Regions from separate parts of the Gasterosteus aculeatus genome. Here region 1 is linked to region 2. The links are chromatin contacts, called in public Hi-C maps. All regions are on one chromosome and are shown on one strand. Each heading gives the region's core, a stretch centred on a gene start, on an enhancer-like site or on the middle of the called end of the contact. The rest is flanking DNA. Distances are from core to core; before and after follow the strand shown. Region 1 overlaps cog6 (component of oligomeric golgi complex 6). Region 2 holds the start of stoml3a (stomatin (EPB72)-like 3a).

Evidence for each region. A called contact is a pair of places that touch in the nucleus more often than the background predicts.
Region 1: a contact with region 2 is called in a Hi-C map of liver, with 9 times the contacts expected there. The contact joins the enhancer-like site here to the promoter of stoml3a in region 2. A contact is called at or near these places in 5 of 6 Hi-C or Micro-C datasets (blood and trunk muscle, liver, skeletal muscle and 1 more).

Annotation. Positions count from the first base shown.
Region 1 is chr1:15,221,504-15,228,622 of fGasAcu3.hap1.1, reverse strand. cog6 (component of oligomeric golgi complex 6) reads left to right here. Exons shown (of 19, transcript XM_078102432.1): 11 at 570-634; 12 at 750-841; 13 at 1,054-1,171; 14 at 2,002-2,133; 15 at 2,255-2,422; 16 at 2,919-3,026; 17 at 4,610-4,663; 18 at 4,766-4,845; 19 at 6,032-6,481. The coding sequence ends at 6,179. Among protein-coding and RNA genes, the nearest start is that of LOC144407422, 14 kb to the right of the region's middle. Within about 2 kb of position 2,077, at least 1 of the 9 cell types and tissues checked has open chromatin away from gene starts, as enhancers often do. A contact at or near this core is called in liver, where this site is marked.
Region 2 is chr1:15,175,870-15,182,967 of fGasAcu3.hap1.1, reverse strand. stoml3a (stomatin (EPB72)-like 3a) reads left to right here and starts at 5,047. Exons shown (of 7, transcript XM_040184837.2): 1 at 5,047-5,886; 2 at 6,379-6,482; 3 at 7,079-7,098. The coding sequence starts at 5,808. foxo1a (forkhead box O1 a) reads right to left here and starts at 3,185. Exons shown (of 3, transcript XM_040184798.2): 1 at 2,125-3,185. The coding sequence starts at 2,796.

The sequences.
Region 1 (7,119 bases), core at 828-3,327, 49 kb before region 2:
TTTATTTCGGTGTCAGCAAATGTCACACAGACTCACAAGTAGCTTGCTAATTGGGGACCAATGGTTCTGTAAGGTCAGAGCGGTCAGCAGAACTAATGCCGGTACATTTAGTTCAGCCCGACTAATCCTCTGCTCATTTCCCTCATACAATCAATTCTGAACAATCCATCACTCTTGTTTATATGTATATTATTCTTTTTCATATATTATATCAACTTGTAATTAATAATGTGTTTTATATTTAATTCTATTCCTATATTTTAATTTTTGCAATAATATTATGATAATATTTCTGTGTTGAATTTCCCTTTTATTACTTACATTCGTTTTGCATTGATTGTGGGAGGCTGGGAACCATTATTTCACAATTATTGCTCCAAAGTAAATGTTGGGTTTATGATGAATAAATAGTGTAATCTTGGGTTCAGTTGAGTTACATTGAGTTGAACAATAGCATTGTTGTCACTTGCTTAAACACAATCTGAATGTACTGAATGTACAGTTGATGTATTTATTCCCAGATTCCCTGATACTTGTGTGTGTGTGTGTGTGTGTGTGTGTGCCATTAGGTGTGGAGGAGAACCTGCAGGAGGTGGTTGCACACATCACTGAGGGAGTCTGCAGGCCACTCAAAGTGAGAAGCCAAACCGGTTTAAGGCGCTGTGATGAAGAACTACCGAGTAGCACCACGTTTTCTGCTCACATCCTGCTCATGTGCTCACTGTGTGTGTTCTGGATCCGTCCCTCAGGTTCGGATAGAGCAGGTCATTGTGGCTGAGCCTGGCGCTGTCCTGCTTTACAAGCTGTCCAACCTGCTCAAGTTCTACCACCACACCATCAGGTGTTTTAACTCACTCAGTCTGCGATACATACGCTGAAACATTTCTTGTGAAAATTTGTCTGTTTTCTGTTCTTGTTAATGGTTTAGTTTAACAGTCAGACGCACAAACAAGCAGGTTGAAGATGTCATTTTAGGCCAATGAGCATTGTTGGTTGTTTTTTTACTTTTATCAAAAGACATACATCTGTAAATTATCCATGATCTTTGTCCAGTTCGATCATCGGGACCAGTGTGGCCTCTCTGCTCATCACTATTGAAGAAATGCACATTCTCAGCAAAAAGATGTTCTTCAACAGCCTGAGTCTTCATGCAAGCAGACTCATGGACAAGGTATAGCATGAGTAGGAGGATTTCTATTTGAATAATTCACAAAATGGTTTTGCCATGTAAAGATTTGAGAAAGTGACAGATAAAGGTAAACAATCTGAAAAGGGAGTTTTAAAATAGACTTTTCTGCTCCTCCACGGAAACACTTGGGTGATGATACAGAAGTTCAGTTTGAACCCTCAGTGTGTATTTAAGCTCTGCGTTACAACCCTCGACAACGAGGCTATTTCTGAAGCACTTGTGCTTGTAAACACTTTCAGCCTGCCAGGCTAAGGCATCAAAATGGCACTTGCTGCCAAAAAACACCCAACTCGTTACCGTGCAGTTAAATTGCCTTCCAAATATACCTCAGCACGAGCGGGAGCGCTTCCATATAACTTGCTGGCTGTGTCCTGATCAATAGCAGTTACTAGAATGATCCCTGCAGCTCTGCGTTAATCAAATTGGAGGCCCTCAGGTTTTTGGTGTCAATTCCAGCTAATGCCGGGAACACAGCCCTCTGATAATTTGCTCCATTAGGTGGAGGACGGTGGCCGGCCTCAGCTGTGTGTTGTGTATCCAGCAGCCAATGAAAAAAGCGAAACTCTCTTCATTAAAAGAAAAACTCTACTGAGTCTGAACAAGCTGAGGCTTCGAGTAGCAGCAGGAGGCAGCAGCTTTACACTCGGCCCGTCGTGCTGCTCATTAGGGAAGCCTGACAATTTCATGGCGCCGCGAGGACCGCTCGTCTTCGGTGAAGGCGACGGCACGCGCGCAACTAATCTCTGCGAGAACAAGCATTGCCGCGTCGCCCTTTTTGCACCATCTTGTTCCTCCTTTGTCCGCCCCGGCAGGTGGAGCTACCACCTGTAGACTTGGGACCTACGGCCTCCCTCACTCAGACCCTCTCACTCCTCAGGGAGGTGCTGGCCTCCCACGACTCGTCGGTGGTTCCTCTGGATGCCCGCCAGGCGGACTTTGCTCAGGTGAACTTGCGGTCAAACAGTGGGAAAGTCGGACGCGTCTCCCTGCATTGTCACATCGAACGCCAATGTGTGACTGTTTGTTCTCGCCCCTTAGCGATCTGTCTCTCTTTATCTTTCCCAGGTGCTCTCCTGCATCTTGGATCCCCTCCTGCAGTTATGTACTGTGTCTGCCAGTAACCTGGGCACTGCTGACATGGCTACCTACATGGTCAACTCCCTGTATGTCATGAAGACAACCTTGGCTCTCTTTGAGTTCACTGACAAGAGGCTTGAGATGCTCGAATTCCAGGTCGGTCTTAACAAACACTAATCACACACATTTGAATTAGTTTTAGTATCAAACCATTAGTTAGAATTACAAGTAGTCAAGAGTATGAAACTAATAATGACAGACAGAATGTTAATTTACAGAACTGAAAGTAATGTCATCTAACATGAACACTCCGCTTGCATTTCTCACATTGTCCGTGCGTAGAGGTTTTGTTCGTCAAAAATAATCATCTTTCCTTTCATTAAAACCCCACAGAGCCCACATGCTTTATTTCAAAGATTCCATTTTCTGTCCAATAAAAGGGTGTGCGTCATGCATTGTTGTTCATGCTCAAACGTGCCCCCTAGCCTCTATTTTTAGCACGTCTTTTGTAATTGAGTAGCACAAGAGCTCCTGTGGAAGTTTTATTATCAATAGCACAGTGGTCACCTATTAACCACAAGTACCATCAGGTCCACAATGCGGACTTTGACTGGATATTAAGCCACTCTCTCCTGCGTTTTTTTTTTTTTAGATCGAGGCTCACCTTGACACCCTGATCAACGAGCAAGCATCCTACGTGCTGACCAGAGCCGGACTGAGCTACATCTACAGCTGCGTGCAGCAGCATAGTGCTGAACAGGTCTCGCTCGGAGCACTCAACTCCACATTCACATGCACTCGCTCATGAAGTTATAGAACAACCTGTTAGAGTCCCTAATGGTCCCCTTTCCATATTTTATAGGCCCTAACGATATTGTTTACGCTACCCCCCTAGGCTCTACACTAGCCATCGCTATGGTTACCACATGACCGGTGTCTTTATTAGGGCGTAATAGCATTTTGGTCACATGTTCGGATGGGAAAAGGAGAGAGATGGGGGCAGATCACATTATGTTCTATAACAAATATACGCGCTTCTCCAGAATGGTCCTGTGCAAATGAGAGCGCTGATGCCCTGGTTTGTTCCACCCTCTTTGTAACACACCGTGTTAACTGAGACCCATAGCTGTGGCCGAGCATGCAAGTCTTAAAACCCTGGGTCACGTCAGGACACACCACACCCTGCTGCTGCAGCGCGACGCAAAGCTCAGTCGAGGACTGTCACTCTTCTCGCAGACTTCGTCTGTTTGCTTTAAATAGTCTTCTGCTTGAAAAAAGATTACGTCCAGCTGTCCACACTGGACGGCACACCAGATCAAAACAATCCCCTTTGTTTTAGACTTTCAGGTTTACTTTCAACATCAGCCATACATTTTCTCCTTGTTCTGTGTTGTTTCATATGCTATGTTCTGTGATACATCAGACGAACGAGTCGCATACAAGACAAACGGGATTAGAACAGCACTCGCTCGCAGCTAGTCGATGAGTTTGCTCACAGCGTGTTTGTTGACGTCCTCATATCCCCATAAAATCCTGCTAGCCGCTGCACTCTAGCTGTGACCCTTGCACTACCTTCTATTTGCTGCTTTTACTGTTGGCAATTAAGGCATTTTAGCTTTACTTAATGTTGCCATTCTCGATAATCAGTGTCAACTAATTGCCATCAAGGTAGCAGCTGTAATGTTCCCACAAAGTCCGTCGTGTCGTTAGCTATCAAGATTGAAAAATGATATTTCTCTTCTTTTTTTCTGTCGTGATTCAGAGTACAAGTTTTGAAACTTATTTTCCTCGGAATAAACATCTTCTGTCACGGCTAAATATAAACTTGAGTTATCAAATCATCAAAATTAACAATCATTACCTACTTATGCTAATCCAAATACCCTATAATTCAATTTCAACAACTCATGACATGAAACAAATGTGGAACCAACCAACCAATCAGCTGTTTAAGAAGTAATCCAGCGTGACAAAGTAAGTCTCCTCTGCTGATGTACATGCAGCAGTTGACATTATTACGAGACAGACCCTCTAGTCCCAAATGTTTTCATCAAAGGAGGGGGAGCAGTAGGACTGATGATGGGACGTTCTCTTAAACCAATGAAGAATACACTTTCCTTATTAGTTGGTTGGAGTTAGAATAATTCATTCAGACATCACACACTTCTTCATACTTCCATTTTTAGTAGCTGCCCGAAGGGTCGGCAGCAGAATGAGGAAGGGAGAAAACAGTTCAACATTGCCTGCAAATGTGAATGAATGAGTTGAGATTCCACGTCGTTGCTGTTCAAACACTTTGACCTTGAGTTGGATTCCACGCTGATGTTGACTTTTCCGTCTCAGGGTCCTCTGTCGCTCCTCCCCAGCATGGAAAGCTCCTCTGTGAAAGCAGCGATGGTGAGTTGCCCTGTGTGTGACGGTGAGGAAAATCTCTCTGCAGGAATCAATATATTTAAATGTAATTGTGATGCATCTTTTCCTCATCACACAAAACAACAGGTCCAGTTCGATCGGTACTTGTCGTCACCCGACACTCTTGTGATGCCGCAGCTCAACTTCCTGCTCAGTGCAGCCATCAAGTGAGTTCCCGTCCCAAGTGTTGACAAAGGATCTTCCTGTTCAGGAAAATAATAGTAAACAATGTAACATTCAGGCCCGTTACAACCTGGTTTTTTCAACAGGTTATACAGCATCATCCGTCATACGGATGGCGTAGCTAAAGCCACCGGAACATTGAGAGTTTGGACGGCGGGATCGCCAGTATTTGTCTCACTGATCAGGAAACTCATACGCTTTTAGCTCCATCCAGCTGCTACATTGGAGGGCTCTTTCTGTGAGTCACGTTTACTAGGAAGTGCAGCAGGCTTGAGGAGCACTCTGTACCTCAGGTTAATGTTCTCTATTAATGGACATGGGAGGACTGATGGGCAGGACGCCATTAATTAGCCTCTGGTCCATTTCTCACTCGTACTCGTTCCCTGGAATCACTGCTCCTCTTTGTCTCTCGCTCTCTCTCTCCCACCTATCTCTCAAGTCTGCGTCTCTGCTCACCTAAATAGAGAAAAACAGCACTCTGAAAACGCCCCTGGAGTTCACGAATAATGGGAATATACTTTTAGACTGCCTTCCTTTCACAGTTCACGTTAGAACTCTAATGGTATCAAACATTACTACATAACAAATGCACTCTGTTCCCCGTTGGCCAATTAAAAATATGGATCTCGAGAGCTTGCGTTGGGTACCAGCGAGGCGCTCCCACTGTGTCCTTGAGACCTCTCGATGGGCTCCTCTGGCTCCTTAAAGGAAATCTAACTTGAGAACTAAAACGATGAACAAATGCTCTCATTTTAGTGTGATTAAAACATTGTGAGTTATGAATCCATGTTGTTTAAGGCATCTAGAATGGATACCTTAATAGTCCTGCAACCAAAGTAGTTTTCTTTTTTTTTTTGAATGGATTAATAGTTCTCTAACATGTGACACGATACACATTTTGTGTAATATGTTTGCTGTGTCTGACCTGATTCTTTTGCATTTATCCATAGGTGGCAGTGTGCACCACATACCACTGGTTGTTTTCATCCAGCGGGGGCACACAGTGGTCACCGAACTTAAAGAATTAGGAGACTATTCTTGTTACTTACTTGCTGAGCTCTTACAGCGTAGCTCTGCTGGTCTGACGTGGATTTAAATCGCTCACTTGTGATACTGTGCTTTCCGTCTGTACCGATGTAAAGAGCTTTCTCTCCCTCTGTGTGTGTGCAGGGAGCAGATTTTCCGTCAGTCCACCGAGCTGGTGTGCAGAGCCTATGGGGAGGTCTACGCTGCGCTCAGCAGCCCAGCCAACAGCTACAAAGACCCAGAGAACCTGCTTCCCAGATCCCCTCAGCAGGTTCAGACCTTGCTGTCCTGAGAGACACTTTTTTTGTCCCACTCGGTTGATCTCAAAAGGACAAGGTGAGCCCCAGCGAAGGACTCCCCGGTGTTTTTTCTTTTTTAAAGAGCTGTGTAATTTGTAAAGAAATAAGAACAAGTACCATAATATATAAAACGTGGCTGTTGCGGTGGGGGTTCTTGTTGGTGGGATGTGGGTCACTGACCTCAGAGAGAGGCTCTCCCCTGTGTGCTATGAGAAAAAACTCATTGACTCTCTGCTTCTATACGCATGATTGTACAAATCTGTGTCTTTTTTATTAAAAACATTATATAAAACTAGTACACTTCATTTGAGAGACTTGGCTTATTTTACCACACTTGGATGTAAAAAGAAATCCGCTCCAATGTTAAGAGGAGCTTCAAAACTTAAACATGTTGTTTATTTTCCTCTCAACTGTTTTGAATTTTAGCGACGAAATGGAAAGTACGTCACGTCATTGGGCTTTTCAAAAAATGTTCATGTTGACCAAGATGAATAAACAAGACGTTCTGCCATTTGAAATGAGCCTTTGACCGTGTGAAGCAATAGCCATAACTCAGCCATTCGAAGGCTAATTGTGACAATTTCACAGAAATGTTTCTTAGAACAGAATGATGATGATGTGGTTAGTGGAATTTTGGACGGACATGGATGTAAACTTCATACGACCAGTTGGCGGAGGCGTACAATCGCGAGGTCCTGATTCCAGTTTGTTATATAAAGTGACTTTAGAATGCAACAAGTTTGTAACTATACTATCAATCCAAATGAATTTATTTAGCTTAATCGTCGCGTAAAGTAACCGAAGCCCCATTCAAGACAGTTGATGCCAATACTTTTCTCTTCTTCTCTTCTGAAAGTAAACACAGCGGCGAATGATTTCGTACCGTTGAATATCTGACACCACTTAGCCCACGCAAATCCCCAATAAAGCACC
Region 2 (7,098 bases), core at 3,798-6,297:
TGTAAAAGCATCTGTCTTGTGAACATATTTCCATGCTTCAGTCGGCTATTTGCGGTCAAATGATTAATGAATCTAACTGTTTGGGATTTCATACTAACACCCGCGGGCCTTTGGAGAGGAAACAACACACAAAAAAATATTTAAAAACACAGGAGAGGCCACAAAAGTACCATTTGATATTGTCACCTTCCCCAGCTCCTCTCAGGCCGCGGCTCATAAGTAAACTCGCTCTGAAAGGACAATGTGTGATAGCGCCCCCCCCTCGCCCCCCCGTGTGGAGCCGAGGGGAGCGCCCTGAATAACTCCCCTCGCAGCGGTGAATGGCACTTTGCTTTCCCACAGCATTACTCAGTCTACACCCCCAAGCGGTGAGCCCGGGCCGCGCCCCCCCCCCGTCCCGCCCCCCCCCCCCCCATCCCGCGAGCCGCCATTCGCACAATAACTGTTAAATGGAGCGTGCAGCAGCTCTGAGAGACTTCTGTTTATTTAGGTACAATAATGAGTCTTTCTCACCGTAACTCTGCTGCATGCTTTGCAAAATGTAAATGATCTACTGTTGGTTGTAATGATGCTGGACTCCCGTGTAACAACAGCTACTAACGACTAGACGATTTATTCAGAATCCATGTTCCAGCTCCTGCAAACTCAGTGATAAAGTATCCACTGGTCCTGCGTGGATGTTTTCCACACACGACTGAACCGCTCTTTATTTTGGATTAAGTTTGTCTTTGCCCTTTTCAAGCAAAACGGTGAGCGGGTTTCGGCAAGTGACACGGTATTGGTGAAAGGGGACAAAAAGGGGACACACAAACACAGTAGGACAGATGCTGCACTTTTCAAAGTGCCAATGTGATGAATAGGTGCAGGTAAATGTTGCTTTTTCTCCTTGCACAATATCATTTTCAAAGTACTTGCTTTACATGCTTGTGCATGTTGCACCGCACTGAAGAGGGTTTTTTTTCCCCACCCCCGTATAATTTGATTGACTGGACTGCATTTGACAGCCCAACACGAGTTTTGTGGCTTTTTAAACACTGCGGTTAAAAGGATGAATATGTAACAAAGCGTTGCTTTTTTTTGTTACATACAAAATCAGTATATGGCAAAATAAGTAAGTAGTGACTGAATGTTTTTATTGTGGTTCAATCGACATTATAATGATGAGCACGTGACTCAAACAACATGGGAGCCTGCCGTGCCAAACCAGACAATCAGTGGGAGGCGCCTGTCACATCACAAACTTGAAGTCCTCTCTTGTGTAATGTTTTGGACGACTTCCAGGACAATCCTTCTGGCATTCCCCCTACGACATCAACGTCCAAACACAGCGTCACTCAAGGCACGCACTCGAATATGGGTATAAAATAAATAAATAAAAGCACTGTTTTGATTTTGCCTTAAAATGTACCACGAGTTTTAAAATATCAGCAGAGCGAGGAGAGCTGTCTCAGACACGCCAGGCTACAAATCAACAGCACTTCTGAAAAGCACGTTGAGGGACAATAAGACAGAGAGACAGAGCGAAAAAAAAAACCCTGTGTGTCAGCAGACTCATATAAAGCACATATCTGCAGGAAAGAAGTCAGATGACTGTCGAAGGTCATGGTAGCAAATTGGACAGTTTACTGAATTGCCATGAACTGGATGGATCACAATGGGGGGGGGTGTGGGGGGGGGCTAAGGTTTCACAAGACTGGGAGCAAATTCTAAACAACTAAAATATTGATGCACGCACTTTTGTCAATGGAGAAAATGTCTTGTGTGTGTGTGGAAGGTGTGTGTGTGTGTGGGGGGGGGGGGGGCATCGTGTCCGTGACAGCCATAGATGATGGAGATAAACAATAAATAAATTGGATCAAAGTCAACATACTATTAAACTCTGCAGGACAAGCAAGGACAGTGCTGTGAGCACAGGGGACAGAAGACACAGAATAACGCTCGATCGGTCCCCGCGCGAACCGCAAAGCCACAAGTGGAAAACTTCAACGGGCTGCAGCCATTGAACAGCCACACACACACACACACGCGCGCGCGCGCGCGCACACACAAACACGCACACCCTGTTTGTCGTGGGTAGAAGAAGTTCACAAACGTTAACGAGAAAAAAACAAAAAACAAACGTACCTTCCAGCCCGCCGAGCTGTTGCTGTCACCTTTGTCCTTGAAATACGGCACGCTCTTCACCATCCAGTCGTAGATCTGAGACAGCGTGAGTCGGTTCTCGGGAGAGCTCTCGATCGCTTTGGTTATGAGGTCTGCATATGACATATTCCCCCACGCGTTCCGCCGGGAGGAGCTGCTCTTCCGCTGGGCAGCGGCGGCCGCTGCGGCCGCGGCCGTCGGGGAGGACGATCCCGCCGGGGAGGAGAGCAGAGACACCTGCTGCTGCTGATGATGCGGGAGTTGCGCGTTTGGGTTTTGCTGCTGCTGCTGCTGCTGCTGCTGCTGCTGCTGAGGGTGATGGTGGTGATGCTGCTGCTGCTGCTGCTGGAGTTGCTGCTGCTGCTGCGGAGGTCGCCGGTGGACGCAGTCCTCCCGACACTGGAAGTCGGCGCACAGGATCGCGGGCTTTTGCTCCGCGAAGTCCTCGCTCTCCTCCAGCAGGCTCAGGTTGTTGATGAAGTCGTTGCCGGCGGGCTCCTGCTTCACGGAGGGCACCGGCGAGGACGTGTTGGAGTCGCCCGGGTTGACGAACTCCGGTCGGGGCAAAGGCCAAGTGCACGACCGGGGCCGCGACAGGGGCTCGAAATCCGGGTCGATTTCCACCAGGTGTGGCTGCTGGGCCGCTTCCGCCATTGGTCGAGAGGTGACGGAGCCGAGTGTTAAAATGTCATGTAAAGTGTGACGAACCTGTCGCGCCGCTCAGAAAGTCCTAAACTTCGGCCTGTGAAATGTGCGAAACGAAGTCCGGAGGAAGTGCTGCGTGCTCCGCGCGGGCGCAAAGTCTGGGCTGAAAGTCACATTCACATCCCAAGCCGGTAAGAAAGCGACAACAAAAACGGTTTATAAGAATAACAACAACAAAAAAGTATACTTTAAAAAAAAAAGATCCTTTTCCCGCGGAGAGCAAACGTTGTGTGTGTGTGTCCAAAGTGTGTTGGTCCGCTGCTTTGTTTTTGTTGTGCCGTAGTAGCGGTGGTGCGCGCGCGCTGCTGCCCGTTGACTCTCTGTGTCGTTCAGCATGTGAGGATTTACTGGAAGTATCGTTTGTCAGCCGTGACCCCGCCCACAGTTTGATCGACAGCGGAAGGCCGCCAATGAGAGGCCTCGAACGCGTTGCGTAAAACAGAATCGTCCTTGTTTTCATTCTTTCGTCTAGTCAACATCTAATCTGGGCACCAAAAAAGAATTTAAAAAAAAAGTTTACCCCCCGCCCCATCCCAAATCCCAAACCCTATTTACCCAGAGAGTGATTATATTCGTGCAACCAACATTCCTCAGTAACAAGTGGTGTTAAAAAGAAGTGTTTAAAGAACCTATAATCAAATATCAAAGAGGGATATTGCACATATACGATAGGCTGCTTATCACAGCATACTGAAAACACTCATACCAACTCTGTCCAGCCTACTAGAAACACAGAAATGTGTTTTAAAAAGTTATAAAAAATACTTTGATAGAGATACACAAGAGAAGAGTGACACCCCCTTCGTAAAATAAGGATTCAACCAAACAGTTTCAGTCTTTCGGATGGTGTAATGCTCCTCGGTGGTTTGTTGGACTAGAAGCTGTTTGGATGCACTGCGCCCACTGTGGACTCTATCGACATCTCGTGGCAATTATGAGGTATACCAATCAGACGCTGCGGGTATATAAATCTCTTCTGCTTTTAGTTTGTCAGCCTGACAAAAATTCAGCGAAAGACACGTTTGCTCTTTTTGATCCCCTTTTTTGTTCCATTGATCCATTGACTTAAAGTACTTTCAGTGATCGAATGAAATATTAAATTGTTGCTCCGTATGGCTGAATGTACTTAGTCATTACCACATGTCCCACAATCTGCAACATCTATTTGCACCATCAGGAGATGCACTAAACAACATGGCCTCAGAGTGTATGGAACAGGTCTAATATGGGAAAATCACAATTTAGATGAACGCTATTAACATTGGCATTATACGATGACTGAACTGTTAACTGCTGACCTGTCAGAAATGAAGCATCCCTTAACAAACACAACTCACCCCAAGGGGACATGTCAGAATTTTAATGCAAACCTGTGACCTGTAAACTTAAATAGAGTCCCTAAGTATTTTAACATTATAGCTGATGTATTTTTTTACTCTGAAACGATCAGAACGCAACAGCGGCTGTCTAAGTGTGACGCAGAGAGCGGATCCTTTGCTTGTTGCCCCAAGCCGGGGGCCCGTCATATCTGTGGGGAACGACCTGTGCTTGGCGCTCACTTGTCCCACAGGGTTCAGCGCTCTCTGCTCGGGCCTGACTCCGCACCTCCCCTGCCAACGGAGCCCTCTCCCGGGCCTGTGAGATGCGTCGCAAGCTCATGATAGAGAAAGCCGGTTACTGAGGTGCAGCATCTTGGCACTTGAAGAAATTAGATGAATCTTCTCTGCTGGCCGCTGTGATTTGAAATTAATTCTTAATCTAAACATCACCTCAAACTCAAAGTGTAACACATTACCGGTGCATATACTTCCTTGTGGTAAAAGATGTCTCGTTTTTTCCGGTACCCAAATCAGTTACCATTTCAAAAAGGTCTTTGAAATCAAAGCAAGAAGTCTGAGAGTGGAATACCAAAAGACGCCTCAACCTGTCCTCTGAGCAAATTCAAGCAGTTCAGCTTCTCTCCTCCGATGCAACAACAATGATATAGATGTATTTAACCTCACCATATTCAACCTGTGGTAAAGTCGTGGAAACTTTACAAACTCTAGAACACAAATTAGATAAAGCCTACAACTTCTGATAGTTATCAGAGCATGTTTGGACTGAAAACATCACCAACTATCTTTTTTCAGTTTTGTTTTTGTTTTTGGTTTGCTGAAGTAAATTTGTTTCTGTCTGCGTCACCGCAAGAGGGCCGTGTTCACCTCAACACATATTCTTAAAAAAAATAGACTCCAACTGTAAATTATGCCATTGGAGCGTCTGCAATCTGTAATAAACACATTATAACAAAACTGAGGATAAGTACATTTATCCAGTTCATCCTAAAAATGCAAACTGCTAGGAATTATCTTCCGGGGTGTAATAACCATCTCCAAAACCATCAAAATAAAATTTACAAAAGTACAAAATAAGCCCGTTGTGTGTAAGTGTTGTAAACAAATACCCCCGGATTCACCTTTAACTTGTCATGTAATGTGACCTGGCTGTCATGTGACCACGTATCACGTGACAATCAATAAAAGGGACCCTGAGTGAATAGCGATGGCAACCGGGCGGCTCCCATGTCGGTTGTTAGGGCTCCAAAGCACACCCGTGCCGTGCAGCTTCTCGTCACAGAAAGGGACTTGGCTCCCGGGTACTTTTTGTGCCTGCACCAGCTCTCATGTTTCACCATTTGGATGCCAGTTATTGTTTATTCATCACTTGCACGCAACAGGTGTCAGTACCTTTCCTGGAAGTGAATGTAAGATTACAATGGAGGTCAGAGCTGAATTTTAAGGCATTAAATACAGAGTCCACACAGCCTCCGAGGATCATGTTGCCTGTTGGGACACCAAGTGGGAGTTCATGTGTATGTGTGTCAGGCGCTGAGGGGAAGGAGTTACGGGGAGAAAGGACAAACCATTGCAGCACTGCTTCACTCGCTCCATCACACCAAACAAAGTACTTGTTCACTAATGAACTCGAACACGGCGAGCACGGCTGAGATGGTTAAACAGAGTAAAGTTGAGATCAACGGCGAGGAGAACATCGAAGGTAAATGCTTTTTATGATCTTTTAAAGAATTTGAGTCTCGCACTTTGCCTGTGAGAACACAAAGCGAGAGGATTGTGAGAGTTATTTAGGGTGAACATGTCACGTGCAATAGGTGTTGTTTGTCTGCGGTGTTTAAGACAAATAAAGAATCCTTGTTAATTGTTGACAAGTAATTCCAGTTTTCAATAATTCAGTAGCTTACGTTGTGACTCAGGGGGATGTGAAGTGAACATGACTTTAGATTAATTACACCATTAGAGACCGATTTGAAGTATGGAACCGACTTCCTCACACTGCGCAATTGTGTGAATGCTTTGGGTCATATTTGATAAAGGAAATGTCCCATTTTATCCCTTCGCTGTTAAATTGAGTCAACAAAGCGACCACAGCGTGTTATGGTCACAAGTGAGGACATGGCATGACAAATTAGCCAAATTGCAAACCTCTGTGTTTTCGAGTTGAAGCTTGTGAAGTGTATTTCATTCTCTGCAGATAAAAATGCAGGGAGACTGGGATGTTTCGGTTGGCTGTTGGTCCTTATATCCTTCCTCTTTGTAACAGCGACCTTCCCCATCACATTATTTATGTGTGTTAAGGTAGAGTATATTCTCATCAATGTACACAACTGATTCCATCGATGTTAGGCCAGTAATTGTCTGTAAAGGCCAATACAGATACCTACGGATATTATTTTTATAATCCTTTTAGAAATCCCTCATGGAGAGAAATGACTAGCAAGCTCCAACAGTTTAACTGTTACAAAAAGTGCCTGAGCTTTTGGTGCATAGCATATTTGGGATAAAGAAATGGAGTTCCTTGGTTCATAAAAGTGGCCGCCCATGGCAGGTGAGATACAGAACTGAGATAGTTTAGTCTGCTCCTCTCTGCCATCCTGCAAAACTCTTCTGTGACTATGCCTCTGTTTTGTACAAGTGAATGTCTTTACCCTCAAAATGTGGAGACTGGTTAAGATTACCCTGATGGTATGTTTGTGTGTGTGGAAAATCATGTCTCCACAATGTGAGCTCTGCATACATCGGTTTCAGGTTATCAGCCAAACAAGAGAAGGGAATGTGATATGCTGTGAAGCTGTTATACACAGTGGGCTTGGATAAACCCACATTATGACCTTGAGTTTAGTCTAACTCACTCTGAGGCTAATTTACTTTTGGTCCATGTTTCTAACATCCAGATAGTGAAGGAGTACGAGCG